Linked DNA regions of Drosophila melanogaster: region 2 is linked to region 1. A link is a contact called in public HiChIP or PLAC-seq data. All regions are on one chromosome and are shown on one strand. Each heading gives the region's core, a stretch centred on a gene start, on an enhancer-like site or on the middle of the called end of the contact. The rest is flanking DNA. Distances are from core to core; before and after follow the strand shown.

What was found. HiChIP or PLAC-seq counts read pairs in DNA pulled down with a chosen protein or histone mark.
Region 2: a contact with region 1 is called in an H3K27ac HiChIP or PLAC-seq map of the Kc167 cell line, with 3 times the contacts expected there. The contact joins the promoter of Fim here to the promoter of CG8915 in region 1. A contact is called at or near these places in 8 of 107 Hi-C or Micro-C datasets (the Clone 8 cell line, the Kc167 cell line, the OSC cell line and 2 more) and 1 of 6 datasets of contacts at active chromatin or transcription factors (the Kc167 cell line).

Annotation. Positions count from the first base shown.
Region 1 is chrX:17,242,850-17,247,890 of dm6, forward strand. CG8915 reads right to left here and starts at 2,152. Exons shown (of 3, transcript NM_001298440.1): 1 at 1,385-2,152; 2 at 1,075-1,282; 3 at 1-1,013. The coding sequence starts at 2,062. The region is part of intron 1 of f (forked); the gene reads left to right. CG42854 reads right to left here and starts at 4,167. Exons shown (of 4, transcript NM_001201732.2): 1 at 3,897-4,167; 2 at 3,680-3,833; 3 at 3,276-3,626; 4 at 2,504-3,204. The coding sequence starts at 4,118. The coding sequence ends at 3,520.
Region 2 is chrX:17,300,527-17,305,406 of dm6, forward strand. It overlaps Fim (Fimbrin), which reads right to left and starts at 1,403. Exons shown (of 5, transcript NM_078661.4): 1 at 834-1,403. The coding sequence starts at 908. CG5445 reads left to right here. Exons shown (of 5, transcript NM_001298442.1): 3 at 2,313-2,864; 4 at 3,549-3,844; 5 at 4,172-4,880. The coding sequence starts at 2,389. The coding sequence ends at 4,311.

The DNA of each region.
Region 1 (5,041 bases), core at 902-3,401:
TGGGGTATCCAAAGCCAGAGCTAGAAAATTTTCTATTTTCTTGTCTGGAGCTGCCAACTTGGTCAGCAGACATATCTCGTCCAAGGTACGCCTCATGATCTCTGGGATGGTGTACAGATTCATTCTGGCCATGCGGTCGTTGTCATACAGACGATAGCAATTGCCATGGCACACGCGTCCAGCTCTTCCCGCACGCTGTTTGGCGTCCGCCTGCGAGATCCACGTGAGGGTTAACTGCGATGCATCTATGGTCGAGTCATAGGTCTTCATCTTGGCGAGGCCCGTGTCGATGACATAGAGTAGATCCGGAATGGTGATCGAAGTTTGTCCTATGTTGGTACTAAGAATAATCTTTAAACGCACGCCAGGATAAGTGCGGAAGACCTTGCGTTGCTCGCTGTTGTCCACCTGGCTATGAAGCAGTATGATAGTAATCTGTTCCCGCGGCAGAGACGATTCCAAGCGGGCCAGTAGCGAGGTCATATCGCTATAGCCTGGCAGGTACACAATCACCGCTCCAGCGTCACCTTGGCGCAGTAATAATTCCAATAGCGAAACGATCAAGTCATTGTCGATATCCGGATGTACGATTGTGTTACCTCCATAATAGGCGGCTAGTAGTTCGCTAGGAGTTTCTTTGCCTGTCGGCTTGCCCAAAAACTTCTCCATTCTCGGGTGCATGTACCCAGTTTTACTAAGAATGTCCTCTAGATGATAGATCGACACCTCGAAGCTGCGCCCCTCCACATCCATTACAGTGCCCCCACCAAAATAGTTGGACAATGCTTCAAGATCCATGGTGGCCGACATAAGCACGAGGCGAAGGTGCGGATTCTTTTGCAGCTCCAGCTTGGTGGCCAGCAGCAGGAAGTCTGTGTCCAAATCACGCTCGTGGGCTTCATCAATGATTAAGTGGGTGGTGTTTTTAAAAAAAGACTTCTTATCCATGGCGAGAGCCCTTAAAAGGCAACCACTGGTGGTCAGCATTAGAACCGTGTTGCTGCTGCATTGTCCTGGCAGAGATTGAATATTATAGTTATAGTCATAATTACTTTACGGCCAACTGCTACTCACTATTCATGCGAATATTATAGCCCACTGTGGTGCCAGGCGCCTCACCGCGCTCCTTGGAAATGCGCTCCGAGACACTGATAGCTGCTATGCGGCGAGGCTGACTTACCACGATCCTGACTGGAGCACGATGCTCTGCGGCCCACTCAAGGATGTACTGGGGAAGTTGGGTGGACTTGCCAGAGCCGGTGGCTCCTTTAATGATCAAAACCTGTAAGGTGGATTCTCAGGTATTAGTAGCAATTCAGTGTTTGACGTAATATAAATAGAAAATGGTACAGGTACTTAATATCAAAAGGAAGCATTTGGTCACCTGATCGCGCTGCAGAACGTTGAGGATGCTCTCCCGCTGCTTGTAGATGGGCAGGCTCCGGCGCTCGTGCTGAATGTTCCTGTTCCGGTTGCTCTGCGGCGGCGGAATAAGCCTCTGCCCGACCAGGCCGAAGTTGGAAGGAAGCCGTATATCCTTATATTGCTGTTTGTTGCACTTTAAGTCTCCAACGGAGTTCATCAATCTGCGTTCCACATTGCCGGCCATTTGTCCCAGAACGTCTAGGAGCGGCGGACAAATGTCCAGCTTTGTGTTGCAAAGAATGTATTGCTGTTGGCCATCCGACTGTGGGCGACTTATAAAAAGGACGCGGTTCTCCTCTGGACCCTTGCTCACCGTCTTAAGCCCGCGATGCTGGGCCAATCGGTGAACGTGGCTGCGCTGGGCTTTTGTAAGTCCGGGGAGCTGTTTCTCTGGCTCGCAGCTCTGCAGGAAGTCGTCGACCAGTTGGCGGAGCATCTTTTCGTCCTCGGACTTCAGCTTGTCGCCCGCGTCGGCTTTCGCGTTCTTGCCCGGTCGAGTCTTCTGTTTGCCAGTTCCCTTCGGCCCACCGGTCACTCGGCCATTGACCACCAACACTACCGCCTGTTCCGGCATAGGTTGTGCCTTCTTTCTGCCCTGGCGACGGCCACGTTTCACTGCTTCTTCACTGTCCGCCATTCGACTGTGTTCAATCTCTGTGCGCTTTTCAAAACTCTATTCGCCTTTCAATCAGCTGTATTTCTACAATACCTCGATAACAATGAATTGTAGAAGTTATCGGACCCTATTGCGCGTCGATATCAGGCGGCTTTGCTGCCTATCGGGCCGGATGGCAGTGTGCCCAAATGATAAACTTTTATAACTTTTACTGTTCTTGATATGATTTATTTATCTTTAATGTTTTTTACTATAACGGTGATTCGTACTCTGAATTTTACATTACCTAAGCATACTTATATTTATATTTAGCTTTTGAAACCAAATTGTGAATTTCTGCCTGCTACATACACACATATTCATGTGCATATTTACATATGAATGTATATTTGCTTTTTTATTTATATTAAGCTACATATAAGGTCAAAGACAATGATTTTTACAGTGTAAGAGAGGTAATACATATGTAGATTTTTATTTTATGGAATTGGTTGAAGTTTTGTTAAATTAGCAGTGGCATTACTTGTTCAGATTGTACGAAGAGCAACTGTTTTACGTAGCGAAAGGGGAGGACAGTTAATTATGATGTGGAGTTGCTTAGTGATGATTTAGTATAATGATGCGCGTTCACGGCGAATCTTCATGTGTTGCAGAGCCCATCCTTAATGGCAGCCACATACGCAGACGCAGACACAGCCTTCCTGGAACACAACAATCGAGGCCACTAATACAGGCACAGCTGGCCTGCGCAACTCCTGGCAGAAAAGGTGGAACTTAGCGGGCATTGTCCCTTCATCAGCCTGGGCCACGCTACAATCCCAGAGGAAGCCACTCCGAATTACCTAGGTATCAGGAGTCTCAACTGCAAGCCGCACCAATTGAGAAAAGCCAGACTACCGACTAAAATTATTCTACTGGCATATAGGCAGAGGGTCCAAGTTGCGGACATCCACAAATCTTCTTATATATAATCCGATCGTCAGGCCGATCTGGGGAACGGCCAGTAAGTCCAATATCGAAATAATACCGGAGCCCACGTGCTGCACGACAAATCCACCATCAACGAGGTCCTAGGCTTCGCTTGGGTCAGGGAAGAGGTGAAGAAGAGCAGCGCGCAATATGCCAAAAGGCTTTATAGTCATCCCAACATAATGGCCATCTCCCTATTGGATAACAGCGAGCATGAGCTCGTTGAATGTTAGCTGAGTCAATAAAAATTAAATATAATACTTACTCGTTAAGTGTCACGCCCTACAACTTAATAGTTATCCATAATGTATAGATGTGGTGTTTTAGAAGAAATACGTACATATGTATGTACATAGTTCTTAATTTCACTGAGGATCCAGATAAGGTTCATTTTTGGAAAGTGGTTAGAGACACGGTTTCTTATTGTTGACTGGTAGTTTGAATTGTTGTTAAGATTTGTAAGGGATTTCGGGATGCTAGATACATATGTATGTATGTACTTTCTTAATTTACATCGTTTTTTTCTTTTTTTTGTTTGCGTTATTTTTTACGCATCCAAGTGCGTGGGACAGGGCCCTCTCCGCTGCCTGCTGGCCTACTAAGGAACCAATGCAATCTGTAAAGAAAAATATTTAAATAATATATCTGCAAAATTACAAATATACATACCAATCAAAACTGAGAAGAATTGTGGAAATGATTTTAAAGCCTTCCTCCCGTTACGGCCGCTTATATTGTAAGCGCACAAGAGCTGTTCCGCCATCACGCTCTTGATTGTCTTCGACAAATTGTTGCGTTTTAAAAGTTTTGTTACTGCTTTAATCTGAAAGAAAAAAAAAAACAGAATCAATTTTACGATCATTTAGACTATAAATACATTACTTACGTAGCGTTTTTTGGACTCTTCGGACTCGCTTATTTTCAGCTCTAAAGCTACAAGGTCCTTATCCGATGAGACTGGGAACGCCTCATCCTCAGGCACATTCTTTGCTTTCCCGCCCAAAAGAACCTTATTCACCAAAGCCATATTGCTAGCAGCCTGTTTTGTGTTCTCCTCCAGCTGCGCAGCCCGAAGCCGTTGCCTGATCCTCTCAGAGCGTTTTTCCATTAGAGATTCTTCTTTAGATGTTGTGCTAGGCACTGCCCACTTCGACTATAACCTTAACTTTTTTGTTGGCACGTGGCTTCAAAATTTTGTTCCTTCTTTTAACCGCTAATTTATCGATATATCGACACCTGACAATTGTTTTTCTTTCTTTCTGAAAGTTTGAGGTTAACTTTTAACTGGGTTTGGGCTTTTAACTGAATCAACCAAAAACAAAATAAAGACGAATGAAAACTTTTTTTTTCCAATTTTTATTAAATTAAGTTTGTACATAATTTTCCCAAGGTCAACTAGGAACGCAATATGCTAAGTTACGTACATGTAAATCAACAGAAAGGTTACAAAAAGGGAATGTTAAATATAAGTCAATATATAAAAATAAATATAAACTTATAAGTGTATTAAAATCACTGATATTTTGAAAAGGGTATTCAAAGCGAAATATAGCTTTTTTGACTCTGTTTTTGTCTCTTCCCTCTCACATCACTCACTATCATTTTCAAACTAATTCGAGATAAAATAAAAATAAGAGAGAATGCTATAGTCAAGTTCCCCGAGAATCAGATATCCGTTACTCAGCTAGTGTGAATATGAACGCAAAAATGTATCAGTTTTCTGTGATATCGATATATATTGGGGAATAAAATGGCAGCATGGGTCAACAAACTTGCGCTGCATCTTTGTCTCTAGAATCTATATTCTGAATCTCAACCTTCTTGCTTTTATAGATCATGATCAAGAATATATATATGTACTTTATCTAGTCGGAAACGCTTCCTTCTGCCTGTTACATACTTTTCGACGAATCTAGTATACCCTTTTACTCTACGAGTATATGAAATGCAAACATCGAATTCGGCTTGATTTTCGAACACTCGCGAAGAAAATTTCAGGCGGGAAATTTCGATCAGTATACTGAAGGGAAA
Region 2 (4,880 bases), core at 153-2,652, 57 kb after region 1:
TCACTTTATAGTACAAATTAAAGTAATTTTTTCCTCTTGCTTCTCGTACTCTTGATAACGACTCTCCACTGTGCGAAGAGCGGGAGATAAGAGATGCGGGAAAGGGAAACTTGTTTGCTCATCTGCTGTCCCCTCCCACCCACATCCACGCACGCGCCCCTCTCCCTCGCACTGGCATATGCAGCAGCGGGCGCAGCGCATTAACCGTTAGCTAGCGATGCTTGTCTTTGCTTCTTTTCACGGTCTTTTCCAGTGGCGGATCAAGGGGGGATTTTGAAGGGCTAAAGGACTAAGTTACTCTCGTAAGTGTAATGCAAAATTTGATCTCTGTTCTTGTACGATTTCCTCTTCTCCTGTCCAACATTCGTGCCAGCTGATTAAGTTAAGTTTTAGTTTTACAATTCCCAATTTAATTAACTTCTTGCTGGTTCTGCTTCTTTGTCGATTAAAAACTAAGCAAGAACATGAACTAAAATCGGAGTGGTAAGACCCTTTCAAAGTCCGACTCTGTTCTTCTCCTGCTCCTGCTGCCCCCGCCACTGCTTCTTCTTCGCTTAAGTCCACTTCATGGGGGGTTGCTTTGCACTGTTGAAGGCCAGCCGCGCTGTCGGCTGCGCAGCCGGCGTTGGCGTCAGCGTCGCTGCTCCCCATTGTCAACGCCGACGCCCACATGCACCGCTTAACGGTTTTCTTCCTGCGCCTCATGCGTGCGTGTGTGTGTGAGTCATTCAATTTGAATTTCAACAATTTGCCACCTATGACTCTTATTGATTGAATGTTGCTATTGCCATTGCTAAAACCATTTCGTTTTGCTGCTCTTTTTGTCATCTCACCTCTATGAATTTCTCCTTGATCTCCGCCTTTTCATCAATGGACAGCGTTTTTGTGAATTTGTTAAGTGTTGCCATTTTCGCTGCCGATGTGTGTGTGGTGTGCTGCTGCTGCTTTTCTTCTTGACTTTCTTAATTATTTATAACTGACGCCGCTGATTGGTAATTATTTTAAATAAATTATCCGTTTATAATCAATTTCACTTTGTCGCCGTTTTCGCAGTCGGCGATTTTCTTCTTTTTGCTCCTCTTCTTTTTTGTTTTACCGCGCGCTCCTTTTCCTATACGTATCTATGTATTTGTGCGTTTCTGTGCTAATATTCTTAAACTTCTTTTACTTTTTTCTTAACTTTTCACCCATACACACTCGTTGCTGGTTTTGTTTGTTGCTGGTTTTTACCAAAAAAAAAAAGATGAAGCCAGATTTAAAGCCTCCGTGTTGTTATTTACAACGTCAACCGAGCAAATTTTGTTTTCAAACGTTATTTAGCACGTCTGAATTCGGAATCGACCGGTTTGCTGTGCGTGCGAAGCGCTTTTGTTAGATGTTTAACAACAAACAGAAAACTAAATTGCAGGTTGTATTGTGAGAAATGAAAGAAGACAACGGAGCGAAAACAGTGTGCCCGTTTTGGAATTTGAAAAACCTACAAAAATACGGTGGTACTTACCGCGATATTTCCAAAACTGAGCACAGTATTCCATTTGAACTTAAATTTTCGATAGAATTGAAATACCTCTTAATGTCATAATAGACAGCACATTGTTTTTCTTCAAGTTTAAATATAGTTAATTTAAGCTTGGAAGAGAATTTAAAAAAAGCTTAAAGCTGCTTATGCTAAGTTATGTGCGCAAATTTATTTTTTTTACATTTTACATGTGCGTAGAATTTCCGTTGTTGAGTTAGCAGCAATTGAAGAACGTTGGAATTTGAATTATGGGGACGTTTTTTATTCAGTTATTTTTCTTTATTAGGAGGTGAATTCGAAAAAGATATTTCTTTATCTCTTTCTTTGACGCACATCATATTACAATGTTAACAAACATAAACGTTTAGTATTTTTCCGCTATCGGGTAGTATTTCGCGGTCGGCTCGCCACGGTTCCTCTTCTTTTGTCTAAAAGAATAGAATCGCCTGGTCACACCGCAGGGTCCAGTATTGTTGCCTTTTTATTTTATTCCCGCATTTCTTCGCTTTGAAGCGATCGCTTTTCGGCTTTCTTTGAGGTCACAGGTCACGCCAGCGGACGCTGGAAGCCGAAACGCCCCCCGCCTCGCCCCCTTGGCCATGGTGACCGTCGCTGTTGTTGTTTTTGTCGCCCTTTAAAACCAGCTGCTGCATCTGTGTGTGCGCGCGTGCTTGCGAGTATTTCCAACCAAGCGTGCGTCGGTGTGCGTGCGTGTACAAGTGCTGAAACAACAACAAAAGCGTAAAACGCATTTTCATTTGATTGCGATTTTGATTTGATATATTAATTACAGAAAGAAAGGGGGAGAAAGCAAACAAAGGAGACAAACTGTGAGAGAAAGACAGAGCGAGATCAAGACAGTGAGCGAGATGGATGTGGAGGAGAACTACGAAAACGCCGCCGAGATGCAGAACATGAACATGAATCTGAATCTAAATCCGAATCCGAATCCAAATTCGGACAGCCAGCAGCAGCAGCAACAACAGATGCAATGTGAACCGTTATTCGGGCTCACAACCAATACAACAACAACCACAAATCCCATGATGGCCATTCCCCTGCCCGCGCCCCCAGGGCCGCACTCCGCTCCGAACAACAGTCCAAATTCGAATGCGAATCCCAACTCAAATCTGAGTCCCAGTCCATCCGCAACAACCGCTAACGCATCCGCATCCACGATCAAGTGTCTACCGACGAACGACTTCGATATCGACTCCCTGTTGCTGCAACAGTTCAGCTGTATGGGCACCACGGACCACGAAGACCTCATCAGCCAGTTTCAGAGCCTAATGAACAACCAGATGAACCGGGAATCGGCCAGGTTTTACCTAGAGATGAGTAACTGGTAAGGATATAGCTATAAGTAAAATATCTCAAATCCATTGTGGTTTAATATTCCAAATGGAGTTAGAACACAGAATGTTTCATAATCCATTGAATTTAAGCTTCTTCCCTGCGTTCTGGACATATTATAGTCTTTATAAACTATATTTTACTTAAAGATGTGTTACTAGTAATGATATACATATGTACTCAGAAATCCCCATGGTACGATCATCATGGGCGATGTTATCGAGGCCTTTTTCTTTTATTTTAACATACTTTCTTATATTTTAACATACACAATTTAGAACAATGCATAATTATTGAATTATGAATAATTTTACATTGTTGTGTTTCATTGCCTCCAGCTTGATGAATACACATTTATAGATTACAAACGTAGATTTTTGAGTTTGTCATGGTGATAAATAACACTTTATAAACTATAAACAGGAAAATTAAAGCGCTATCTTAAATTCCCTCTAGGGCCTTATCTCAAAAGAACTTAAAGAGACGCTATAAAATTAAAGATATATCTTTGTAAATTAGAGCTAGCTCTCAAGTAGTTCTGATTTCTGTAATATGTTATAAAGTTCAGTTCTCTTTAATATATGATATGAATAGGCCAACTATGTACATCTAGAAACATATTGCTAATAACCCAGTTGAATTTCGTCATATTAATCAAATTTTTTCACATTTATAGGAGCCTGCAGACGGCGGTGGGCTGCTATCTGGACTTCTGCAGCTTACAGTCGCTGCCTTCGATGAAGATCGTCCAGGAGAAGCAAGTGAATGCTCAGCAGCAAGCGTTTCAGCTGCAGAACGATGGCACCGAGCGCTGGCCGAACAACTGCTATCTGACCTCGCCCATCCAGACGCAGCGCATCAATGTGCCCGCCCTACGTCCGGGCGAAACTTGTGATATCCTGGCCGATATGATGCCCACGCAGCCGCCGACAATGTGGCGGCTGTGCACTTCAAATGGCTGGTACTTTGGCGGTGAGCAAGAGACAGCACTCGATCTTAGAACTAGAATCAAACGCTGAGCTAGCAAACCAGAATTGTTGCACGTAATTTAGTATACTCAATCCTCGAAGTAAAAAACTAAGCTTATGAGCATGGGTATCAAGTACATAAATTGGCATGAACAAAGCAAAAGAAAAACAACAATCTAGTCACACTGATAGGATTTTTGTTTTCCTTAAAAATGTATTTATTCTGTAAATAATTCTTAACGACCATCTTTATAGTCGCAGACTGTATGTAGTATATTAAGTTTAAGAACCCACTTCTAATGTCCCATTTCAATGCATTTCGTTCAAACAGATGCCATTTGGATGATACCGCCCGGTACGCAGGCCAGCCAGGACGAACTGCAGCAGCGGATGGTGCAGCTGATTACGTCGGAGGTGAAGCCGGATATCTATCCGCAAATCAACATCGTGATAACCGCGCACACCCAATGAGCGCGGCGTCCAGCATCTAGCATTCGGCATCCTCCTCCGCTTTCGAGCGGGGTCTTCGGTCCCAAAACTCATCGATAGCATTTTAAAAAAAACCTGCGCGATATGACTAGAATTTCCCTTTTCCCTCTTTTTTCAAATGAGCATACTGTTGTTCTCAGTAGTTGATTTGTATACAGGAAAAAAAATTTTTTTTATGTAGTAGCCAACGCCATACATATACTACACAACCCCATGTTTAACTAGAGTTTGAGTTCGATTGCAGGACCCCCCTTTCGTTACTCCTCCCACTATTCCCACTCCTTAATTTCGGTGTCAGACAGATCAGCTTTATATATATATATCGATATGTCGCGAAGGGAGCGAAGGGTGTGTGCGGCAATAGGGAGAAATAAATTGAAATAAATTAAGTGAAAGTGAGAATAGGAATCGTGTGGCCACATTAAGTTCTTCTGTTAGTTTTAGGCGGTACTGTTGCGTGTGCGTGCGATTGTTTAAATCATAATTGAAATTTTTTTTTTCCAATAATTTAAATTCCTATGTTTTGAGTAATCGAGAAGCATGAAAGCTAA